Linked DNA regions of Mus musculus: region 1 is linked to region 2. Evidence: chromatin contacts called from public HiChIP or PLAC-seq data. All regions are on one chromosome and are shown on one strand. Each heading gives the region's core, a stretch centred on a gene start, on an enhancer-like site or on the middle of the called end of the contact. The rest is flanking DNA. Distances are from core to core; before and after follow the strand shown. Region 1 has its middle 97 kb from the start of Gm22312. Region 2 overlaps Prickle2 (prickle planar cell polarity protein 2).

Region 1 (4,923 bases), core at 1,626-4,125, 1.1 Mb after region 2:
TGAAGCAATGGGCTTGCCAGCAAGAGTGAGAGCAAGCAGGCAAAGAACAAGCTTCCTTCTTCCATGTCCTTTAAACAGGCTGCCACCAGAAGCTATGACCCATAGTAAAGGTGTACCGTCTCATCCCAAGAGATTTGGATTAAAATAAATGTGGGTCTTTCCCACGTCAAACGATTTTATTAAGAAAATTTCCTCACAGCTCTACACAGCGGCTTTGGTTTTTGTTAATTCCAGGTGGTCAATTTGACAACCAAGACTAGCCATCACACTGAGCATCCAAACACAAGGGAGAGATAGAGGCCATCCGATGATAAAAGAGGCCGAATGGTCACTGTGTGCAGATTGCATGAGCTTAGGTACAGAGTCCAATCACCGAGCTTGCAGGATAGAAATGAACATGGAAAGCCAGTGGCTTTGCTACACTCCATCAGCAAACACCTGAGTCAGGATCAGGAAACAGCCGCATTCACGACACAGACAAAAACAACACAAGGCAGTGCCTGGGATTAAACTGACTCAGAGGCTTAGAAAACAAAGATCCTGCAGTAAAAATTATAAAAACACCCATGGAAGAAATTTAAGAGGGCACACAAAAAGCACAAAGCCCATTATGCTCCTGTGTTAGAAGAATCAATATTATTTAAATGCCTATACTATGAGAGGTGATCTATGATTAAATGTAATCACTATCAAACTACCAAGGGCATTCTTCACAGAAGCAGAAAAAAAAAAGTAACCCTCAAACATATATGGACCAAAAAATGTATATTCAAGGCCCTACTGAGCAAACAGAACAAAGCTGCAGACATTATACTTGACTTCAAGATACACTAGAAGCTGGAGTAATTAAAATAGCATGGCACTGGCATAGAGACCACACGGATCAATGGAAAAGAATAGAAACTAGCAATAAACATTCACATTTATAGTCCACTGGCTTGACAAAGGCGCTAAGAATGAGCACTTGAGAAAGGAGAGCTTCTTAATAATGGGTATTGGGAAAACAGTATGCCCATAGATAGTAGAAAGAAAGGACCTTTATCACCCACCAATCACAAAAGTCTACTCAGAATGGACTAAAGCAGCGGATCTCAACCTGTGAGTCATGACCCCTTCGGCAAACTTCTATCTCCAAAAACATTTACATTACAATTCATAACAGTAGCAAAACTGTAGTTATAACAACAAAAATAACTTTATGGTTGGAGTCACCACAACATGAGGTACTATATTAAAGGACCGCACCATTAGAAAGATTGAGAACCACTGGGCTAAAGAATTACACGTAAGAACTGGAATTGTAAAATTACTAGAAGCAACCATAAAGCCATCAGAACAGGAAAGGATCCTTTGGCATAAAATCCCCAAATCACAGGAAGCAGAGGGGAAAATGAGTTAATGAGAGCGCACCACACGCAAAGCCCTGGAGCAGCCCAGGAAATGGTGAGGAAGCAGCCTACAAAGTGGGGAAAATGCTCAACAGAGGGCACAGCAGACAAATCATTAGAAAGTGGGCACTGGACATAAATGATTGTGTAAAGGCCTGCAAATGGCTAACAGGTGTGTGCAAAATATTCACTGTCACTCCCTGTGAAGGAAACGTTAGTTAAACTATATGGAGACTGCCGCAGACCTTCTGGGTCCCTATGTCTGCGTGGAACGGGGTCTCTCGATGCGGGTGGGCAAAGCGTGGATGAATGACAGACAGACACACACGCAGGAGAGTTTGTGTGGAATCTGAATGTAATTTTACAACTCGAGCATCAGACTTTTTATGCAGAGGACAATAAGGAAGTTGGGTGACATATTCGCAAGGTACAATTGAGGTAACCGGAATCTTACATAAAACAGAGGAATGTAAACACAAAAGGTCTAACGGGAACCACCCAGGATAGAATACATTGATAACAGCTGGGATCAACAAGGGCTCCACCTAAAATTCACTAATCTTAGAAGCCAGGGTCAAGGGCTTCGCGTCCTTGCCACAGTTCCTAATTTAGTCTCTTGTATAGTCCACCTTCCCCTTAGGCCATTGTAAATAGGTGTGTATGGGTGTAACTCTGCTATAGTATCTATTCTGGTTTTTCCTTTGGTCTGAAACTTCCTTCTTTTTAAGTGATGGTAAATTCCTGTGTAAGGGAGTGACTTAGCTTTTACAATCTTGCTGAATTCTAAACCCTTGATCTTGGTCAAGGACACCCTTGGACTGTTGGAACACTGGCGGAAGGCTTTAGCCATGTCAGAGCACTTATAGGAAAATACTGAAAGAGAGCACGTGGATCCATACTCTAGACTAGCGCGGTAATGGAACTTGGGAATGAAAAATTAATGTATGGGTAGAGAACACTAGACTCCAGGAGGAGAGCTTCCTTGAAACTCTTTTGCCTCATGAGTGACTTTTAAGCCTTTCGGCTTGTCCAGTTGACTCGACCAGAGAGCGTAGCAGGAGACATCACCTCACTGTAGCAGTGAGTATTATGGAGCTGATAACAAAGGCTAGTGAGTGTGTGTAGGAAAAAAACCCAGCCACACTGTTGGGGTAACTGTAAGTTAGTATGGCTGTCTGGAGACTGTAAAAACTATATCAAGCCAGATGTAACCAGGCTCTCCCATTCTTTTGTATGTATCCAAACAACACAGCAAGGGGACACAGTTCTCTTAGGTGCATTACAACAGTGCTCATCACAGCTGAATAGCAAACTCAACCTAAACGTCTGTCACATGACGAGTGGAGGAAGAAACCTGGTACAAATTCACAATGGGATGCTGGGATGCTATTCAGCCAGAAAAGGCTGAAATTCTGTCCTGGGTGATAACACACATGATGCTAGATCATTATGTTCAGTGACATAAGACAATCACAGAGTGGCAAAGGGTGTGTGCTGTCACGTACACACAGAGGTAAAGAGGTTGGTTTTATAGAAGGCACCAGAAAGATGGTGTTTGTAAGAGGCCAGGGAGAGTAGAAAGGAAACAGGGTGGGGAAATGCTTGTCAGTAGATGCTACGTTATAGTTACATAGGACTAAGGAGGTCTGCGGGGCTACAGAAGAAAATAATGTGCTGTTCTGTAATAAAGGGTCAAGGTCAGGTTTTTTTTTTTTTAAAAATCTTTATATAAAGAAATGGCAGGTATTTGAAGACACAGATGCATGGGACAATGCATATATTACCAAACATCTCATGCTACTCATAAATATGCATGATTTATGTGTTTATGTATCAGTCTAAAATGAATTTAACTTTTTTCAATTGCTTTGTAATCATATTTTTATGAAAATATTTTTCATAGAATACATTCTGATCTTGATCTCTCCTCCCTCACCTCCCCACCCATCCAACAAAAAACAACGTTTTTTTGTTGGTTTTTGTTTATGAAAATGAACAGGCAAATAAAAAACAAATCGGACCAGAGCAAGTGGGGGTGGGAGAGTACCACAAGAAACACATTCACAAAACCAGACACAAAACCCTAAAAAAAAAAACAAAATCAATATACAAGCAAAAAAAAAAAAAAACCAACAAAACAAAACAAAAACAAAAACAACAACTCCTAAAATGACATTGAGTTTGTTTTGCATTGGCCATCTACTGCTGGCCATGGGGCCTGACCTTAACTGTGATTTGAATACCCAGTAACCACTAGAGAAAACTAAATTTCCCTTTGCAAGCAATTATCAATTGGAGATTGCTTCATCCCTTCTGTCTCTTACAGTCTTTCTGCCTCCTCTTCTATATAGTTCCCTGAGCCCTGAGGGGAAAGATTTGATGAATATATCCCATGTAGAGCTGAGTGGTCCAAGGTCTCTCACTCTCTGCACATTATCCAATTGTAAATCTCCATATCAATTCCTGTCTACTGTAAGAGGAAGATGGCTGAGCAGGCACTGATCTATGAGTATAGCAATATGCCATGAGGAGTCATTTTATTGTTATGTTCCTTTTCCAAAATGATAGTAGTTGATTTTACCCTAGGCCAATGACCTAGTTAGTCTCAGGTTCTTGGCCACCTGAATACTGTCAGTCATGGGTTCCATCTCATGGAATGGGCCTTAAATCAAATCAGATAGTGGTTGGTTACTCACACGACTTTCATGCCACTGTTGTACTGTATCATATAGGCAGGCTGCTATTGTAGCTGGGTTGTGCAGAATAACTTCTAGTACCAAGAACACTAGTCAGTAGGGTTGAAGGCTCTAAATAGGTACTAACTCAACTTCTCCATGTTCAATGAGATATGTAAATGTTGTCTTTGGCAATAAGGTCTTAGTATGAATTTGTGGACAGTAGCAACAAATAGCCTTCAAAATGTTTGAATTGTTTGAGGGTTTCCATGGGACCCCCTTTGGCAACAACTCAACTCAATTTGATATAATTCTTTTCTAAGCACTGGAGAACTCCCTTGATAGTGAAAGATGTCTACTTGAGACTTTGTCTCCCCCATTACTTGGTGTCTCTATTTAGTCATGTATGCATATATTTTTAAGATGCTTCTATTATAGTAGTAGTTTCCATATGACCCCTCAAATGGTCCGTAGTATTAGTCGTCCCTCCCTGTATTTACTGCTGTACCCACCTCTTCTCTTATCTGCTCCTGTCAATCCTCCCATTCCAATATCTCCCCCATCCCCCTCCAATAGCCATATATTCTACTTCCTCTTCTTTGGGAGATCCTTTCCTCCCTGCTAGCCCCTTACTCTATACCTAAACACTGTGGTTAAACAGATTGCAGCGTGCCTACTGAAAGCTTAAAATATAGCATTAAAATAGAATTAACTTTAAAAAAGAGAGAGAAAGAAAGAGTGACATATGTAGTTTCAGTAAAGAGCAGTGTTATTTTTCTCACTCTGACACATAAGATGTCTTGTTTTTATAGATTTATATGTAAGTATACATAATATATTTTATCTACTTATATATGTTA
Region 2 (4,739 bases), core at 391-2,890:
TTGGAGAGAGTTCTAGATAAGGGGTTAGTAGGATGTAGGTGCTATGAAGGGGGAAATAGGAAAATGGGGGGACTTCAACTGAAAAGAGGCAAAAGAGTTCAATACAGAGAGAAAGCAAGGGAGGAGGGATAAAGAACTCTATGGATGACTGAAAAAGCAATAGGAATCATAATATTTTATGTTTACTTAAAATACATGCAATATGTATATACATTTATCATATATATACACATTTATATACACACATACATACACATGCATATATATGTATATGTATATATATATATATATATACACACACACACACATATGTATATATATGTATGAAGTGTACACTTGGGATAATAATGCTTTTGGGGAGGAGAGTGGGATAGAAGATGCTAAGGAAGTTTGAAGTTACATTATTTCATGTCTGCTTAAATTTTCACATATATAAAGTATATATGTGTATATAGATAGATGGATAGATAGATAGTTTAAATAAAATTATAGCACAGAGTAACAATATTTCTCCAAGAGTCATAGACTATCAACAAAAACTCCAGTGCCAGTCAGGGGAAACCACTCTTTGAGTCGTTTGTCAGGGAAGTTCAAGAAACCTCCAAAACAATACAGGCTGTCATTATAGCCTTTGGTTGTCTTACGGTAGAGTAAGACACTACTGCTGAAGACATTATACAATTTGGACCCAGGGTTTGGAGGAATCAAGCTAGAACTGACCTCTATGCCCGGTGGACTAGCTCTTATAGTATCCAAAGGTGGTAGGCCAGCTTCCATGGGAAGAGAGCAATCAATAATCTCAGTTATCAGTGAAGCCCACAAAGTACAGTGACGACCAGCAGGGCAAGACATCCCCAAGGGTGCAAGAGTGCTACTTAGATTATAGAGGGTAACCAATATAGTTGCCAAACAGACCTGCACAATGACAATACCAGTTGGCCTGCCAACATGAATGGGAGAAATCTCAAAAAGTGCCATCCCTAGAGGAAAAGCTATAGGGAATTAATGGCTGCTGAGTGAGGTGACTCAGTCCTCTCCAGGGGCAAGCCTCCAATGGATTATCCCATCCAAAGTGGTGAGCCTGACCCACACATATATAAGAGCAATGATAAATGACTGTGTCTGTGTGTAAAACAATAATAATTAAAGAGGTCATGAATTTGAAAGGGAGTGGAAGGACATAGGAGGAGTTGTTGGGAGGAGACAGGTGGTGGGAATACTATAAAGACAGTACTTCCGTTGGAAATTCTCAAAATTACAAATGGAAACTATTTAGTTGCAATGGACATTTTACATACTGTGATGGTTGTGACTGCCACTCCTCCCCTTTATCCTTTGTTTGTCTGCTTATTTTTTCAGTGACTGGTTCGGGAAGTTAAATGGAGTTGTTTCTCCTGCAGTGGTGGTTGGCAGAGGGCCTGAGCACAGTCTGCTTGAGCAACTGCACTGGTCTGTATTTACTGGTTTCACAGTTAGCTGTTAGCTAGTATTCATGGCTAACTGATTGTTCTATTGTTCTTGAAGGTACCTTTTGCAATGAATTGCCTAAAACTTTTCTCTGATGAAAGAGAGGCTTCTTTGCAAGGGCAGGGTGTCGTCCATCCTTAAAGCTGCCCCGCCCAAAATAAAACAATAGTTCTAGACTTCTGGTTCTTGGCTGTATACTTGTAGAGTTCCCATTACACTAATCTGTGTTACAATGGGAAAAGCCAGGTGAGCGAATCACAGTTCAAATGCCACAGACTATCTATCACCTTGCAAGGTTTAGTAGTTTTTCTTGGTTAGATGTTTTATTATCAGGCTTCATGCCTTTAGGAAATGTTCCAGAAGCCTTAAATGGTTGCTTTTAAAATATGTATTAATATGCTTTTCAGCAAATTGTTTTGTCAATCAAAGGGTCTACCATGGTCTTCACACTGCCGCTTTGAAAGCTAAACCCAATGTTCATGAGGCATTAGCGTAGTTCACTCACTCCGGCTGGCTGCTTTATGCCCTCACTGTGGAATTAGACTGCTTGTCAGTTCAATTCCGCCTTCTTTTCTAAAAGGCAAGGCATGCAGGAGTCCTGGGGCAGGAGAACCGAACAGGAGGATGCTCCAAAGATGAACATAAGAAAGGAGGGTGGAACTGGCAGCTGAGGGAAGATGCTGGGAAAAGCCTATGTTACACAAACTGGGGAGAGGCTAGTACTGTGTTAATGCATAAAAGGCCACTGGAGACCTCATCTCAGCCTTTCTTGTCCTCTTGGAGCTAGGCCACAGGGGAGACATAGCACACTTCCAGGCCACTGTTTCTTCCACTTAATGATCTATCTCCTTTCCTGTAACTACGGAGGAGTTTCTGTGAGAAGCCATCCATTCCAGGGCCTGCTTACTAGGCTCACAGCTGCTCCTTTCGAAGTCCTTTGATAATGATTGGCTAAGTGAATGGACGGTTAAATGCTCAGGATCTGCTGCCTGGTTTATGGCTGGTCATAAGATCTAATAGCGGATGATGTCTTCATGTGACAGAGTAGCAACAGAGGAAAAAAAAAGAATACATCAAGGTGAACAGATGAGGAAAGGCAGTTTGCAACAGAAGCTGGGGAGCCGTCTGTATCCCCGCATCATCCAAGGGATATGCAGGACAAGAAGCCCCAGATATCCAAGCGGGAAGGGGCAGGTATCAAAGATGCTTTAGGGCTCTTTCTTCATCTTAGGAGCCCACTTCTAGTCTTGGGGGTACTTCTTCCTTTCTTAACAGGCTGCCTCTATTTCTCCTCCATCCCTAACTTGAAGACATAACTTTTCTCCAGATCTTTTTCTGGCGGCAGCAGGAAATTTTCACCTACCGGTAAAAGAAAAGAGCTTCTTTTCTTTCACACTCTAATAAGATGGTTCCGGACTTCTAAATCTATTTCTAAATCCTTTATTTAATGAGACTAAGAACTTCGCAATGGCACCCCTGTTTCCCAGTGACACTCATAGGATGAAAATTCTAAACCACCACATCCTTTTATTTCCACACAGCTTAAAAACAAAACAAAGCAAGACAGCTTTAGGTTTTTATTGAACATATTAACAAAGAGGTTTAGTCAAAACCACCAAACCCACGTCACCAGACCCTTTAGATGCCTCCTTCTGGCTTCCACTTTTTTCTGTCCCCAGAGGGGGCAGAACTGCCTGTAGGCGAGGCTTCTGTGGCTGGACCAGGCCTATGTCCTCCACCCCAAGTGCAGATGAGACCTCCAATTTGGCACTGGCAAGAGCCTCTGACAACAAGCCAGGCCACAGAGTTCCATGCTGACACCAGCTGCTTTAATGAGGGCACTCATCTTAGCCTCTGTAGCCATTACCTTGCATAGGCTGAGGGTGGAGGGATGCAGGGAGCTCAGAGGCTGAGGCCGTGGTGCAGGCTGTCGGGGTAGTACCAGTCACTGATGAGGTGAGCATCTTGTACCCCCGAGGCTTTAGCTCCCTTGGAAGGAGGGAGGACCTTGGCAGAAGCTGGGGCTAGGGACCACATAACTTATTTGTGTTTTGATTACAGCACAGTGAGACTGTCACACCTGTGGTTGGTGACTGATGGAGACAAAGAAAACCAAGTACAGCTGTGGCATCTGCATCTTTTAACCTGCTGCTCTGGAGTCTGCCTTCTCTTCTTAACCTTAAATATTCCTTTACAGCTATTAATAGCTTGCTGCAGAAGGGAAATCATTTATTTTTGTTTGAAACGAAGTCCTGCTGTATGGGACTAGGTTTTTTTTTTAAGTTAAAATCAATAAATATATGTCTATTCCTGGCTTGCCTGTTTGCCCCTACCTCCCATTTTGCACACACACACACACATGTTTGTGTGTGTGTGTGTGTGTGAAGCTAGACAAGTTGGTTACTATTTCCTCTGAAGAATTCTTTTATTTAAACATATGGTTGATAAGCATAGTATGCTTACAAAGCACCCTGTACAGTATCAGATAGATATACCAGAAGCTCACAGTGGATATTAACTAATTACCTGCAAAGTAGGTTCTGTATAGACCCATCCACCAACTATGATAGGCCAAGTGCATCTAATAAGAGTAGCTGAGAAGGTAGACTTCTCATGATGTATTATGGAGGTGTCTTAGGATTTCCATAGCCATGAAGAGACACCATGACCAAGGCAATCGTATAAAGGAAAACATTTCATTGGGGCTGGCTTACAGTTTCAGAGGTTTAGTCCATTATCACCGTGGCAGGAGGCACGGCAGCATCTAGGCAGATATGATGCTGGAGGAACCTAAGAGTTCTACATCTTGATCTGAAGACAGCCAGGAGAAGACTGGCTTAAGGCAGACGGCCAGAAGAGGCTCTCTTCTGAACTGGGAAGAACTTGAGTATAGGAGGAGACCTCAAAACTCACCCTCACAAGCCTACACCTCCTCCAATAAGGGCACACCTCTCATGTCACTTGCCATGGGCCAAGGACATTCAAACCATCACAGTATAAAAAATTAAAATTAAGAAACTAAGTACTCCCGGCCTATCTTTTATTGGTACATCTTTCCTGGTATATCCGTCTCCTCCTCTGGGTCTGTGTTTAACGCTGTTCTATGCCGTGCTAAATTGAGCTCTGCAGGAGATTCCTGGAATTCCATCTAATAATACACATCTTCCCTCCACACAGGAAGTTGCCGGTACAAGACATTATTTTGAAAAAGATCTTCTAGTTACCACTTTGATCAGTAAATGACCAGGTCAAAACGTAAAAGAGTAATGATA

Evidence for each region. HiChIP or PLAC-seq counts read pairs in DNA pulled down with a chosen protein or histone mark.
Region 1: a contact with region 2 is called in an H3K27ac HiChIP or PLAC-seq map of embryonic stem cells, with 2.9 times the contacts expected there. The contact joins two enhancer-like sites. A contact is called at or near these places in 1 of 115 datasets of contacts at active chromatin or transcription factors (embryonic stem cells) and 1 of 9 other capture datasets (embryonic stem cells).

What each region holds. Positions count from the first base shown.
Region 1 is chr6:93,603,731-93,608,653 of GRCm38.p6, forward strand. No RefSeq gene overlaps it. Among named protein-coding and RNA genes, the nearest start is that of Gm22312, 97 kb to the left of the region's middle. Within about 2 kb of position 2,876, at least 8 of the 459 cell types and tissues checked have an H3K27ac peak or open chromatin away from gene starts, as enhancers often do. A contact at or near this core is called in embryonic stem cells, where this site is marked.
Region 2 is chr6:92,494,186-92,498,924 of GRCm38.p6, forward strand. All of the region lies in intron 2 of Prickle2 (prickle planar cell polarity protein 2), which reads right to left. Among named protein-coding and RNA genes, the nearest start is that of Gm38862, 92 kb to the left of the region's middle. Within about 2 kb of position 1,641, at least 6 of the 459 cell types and tissues checked have an H3K27ac peak or open chromatin away from gene starts, as enhancers often do. A contact at or near this core is called in embryonic stem cells, where this site is marked.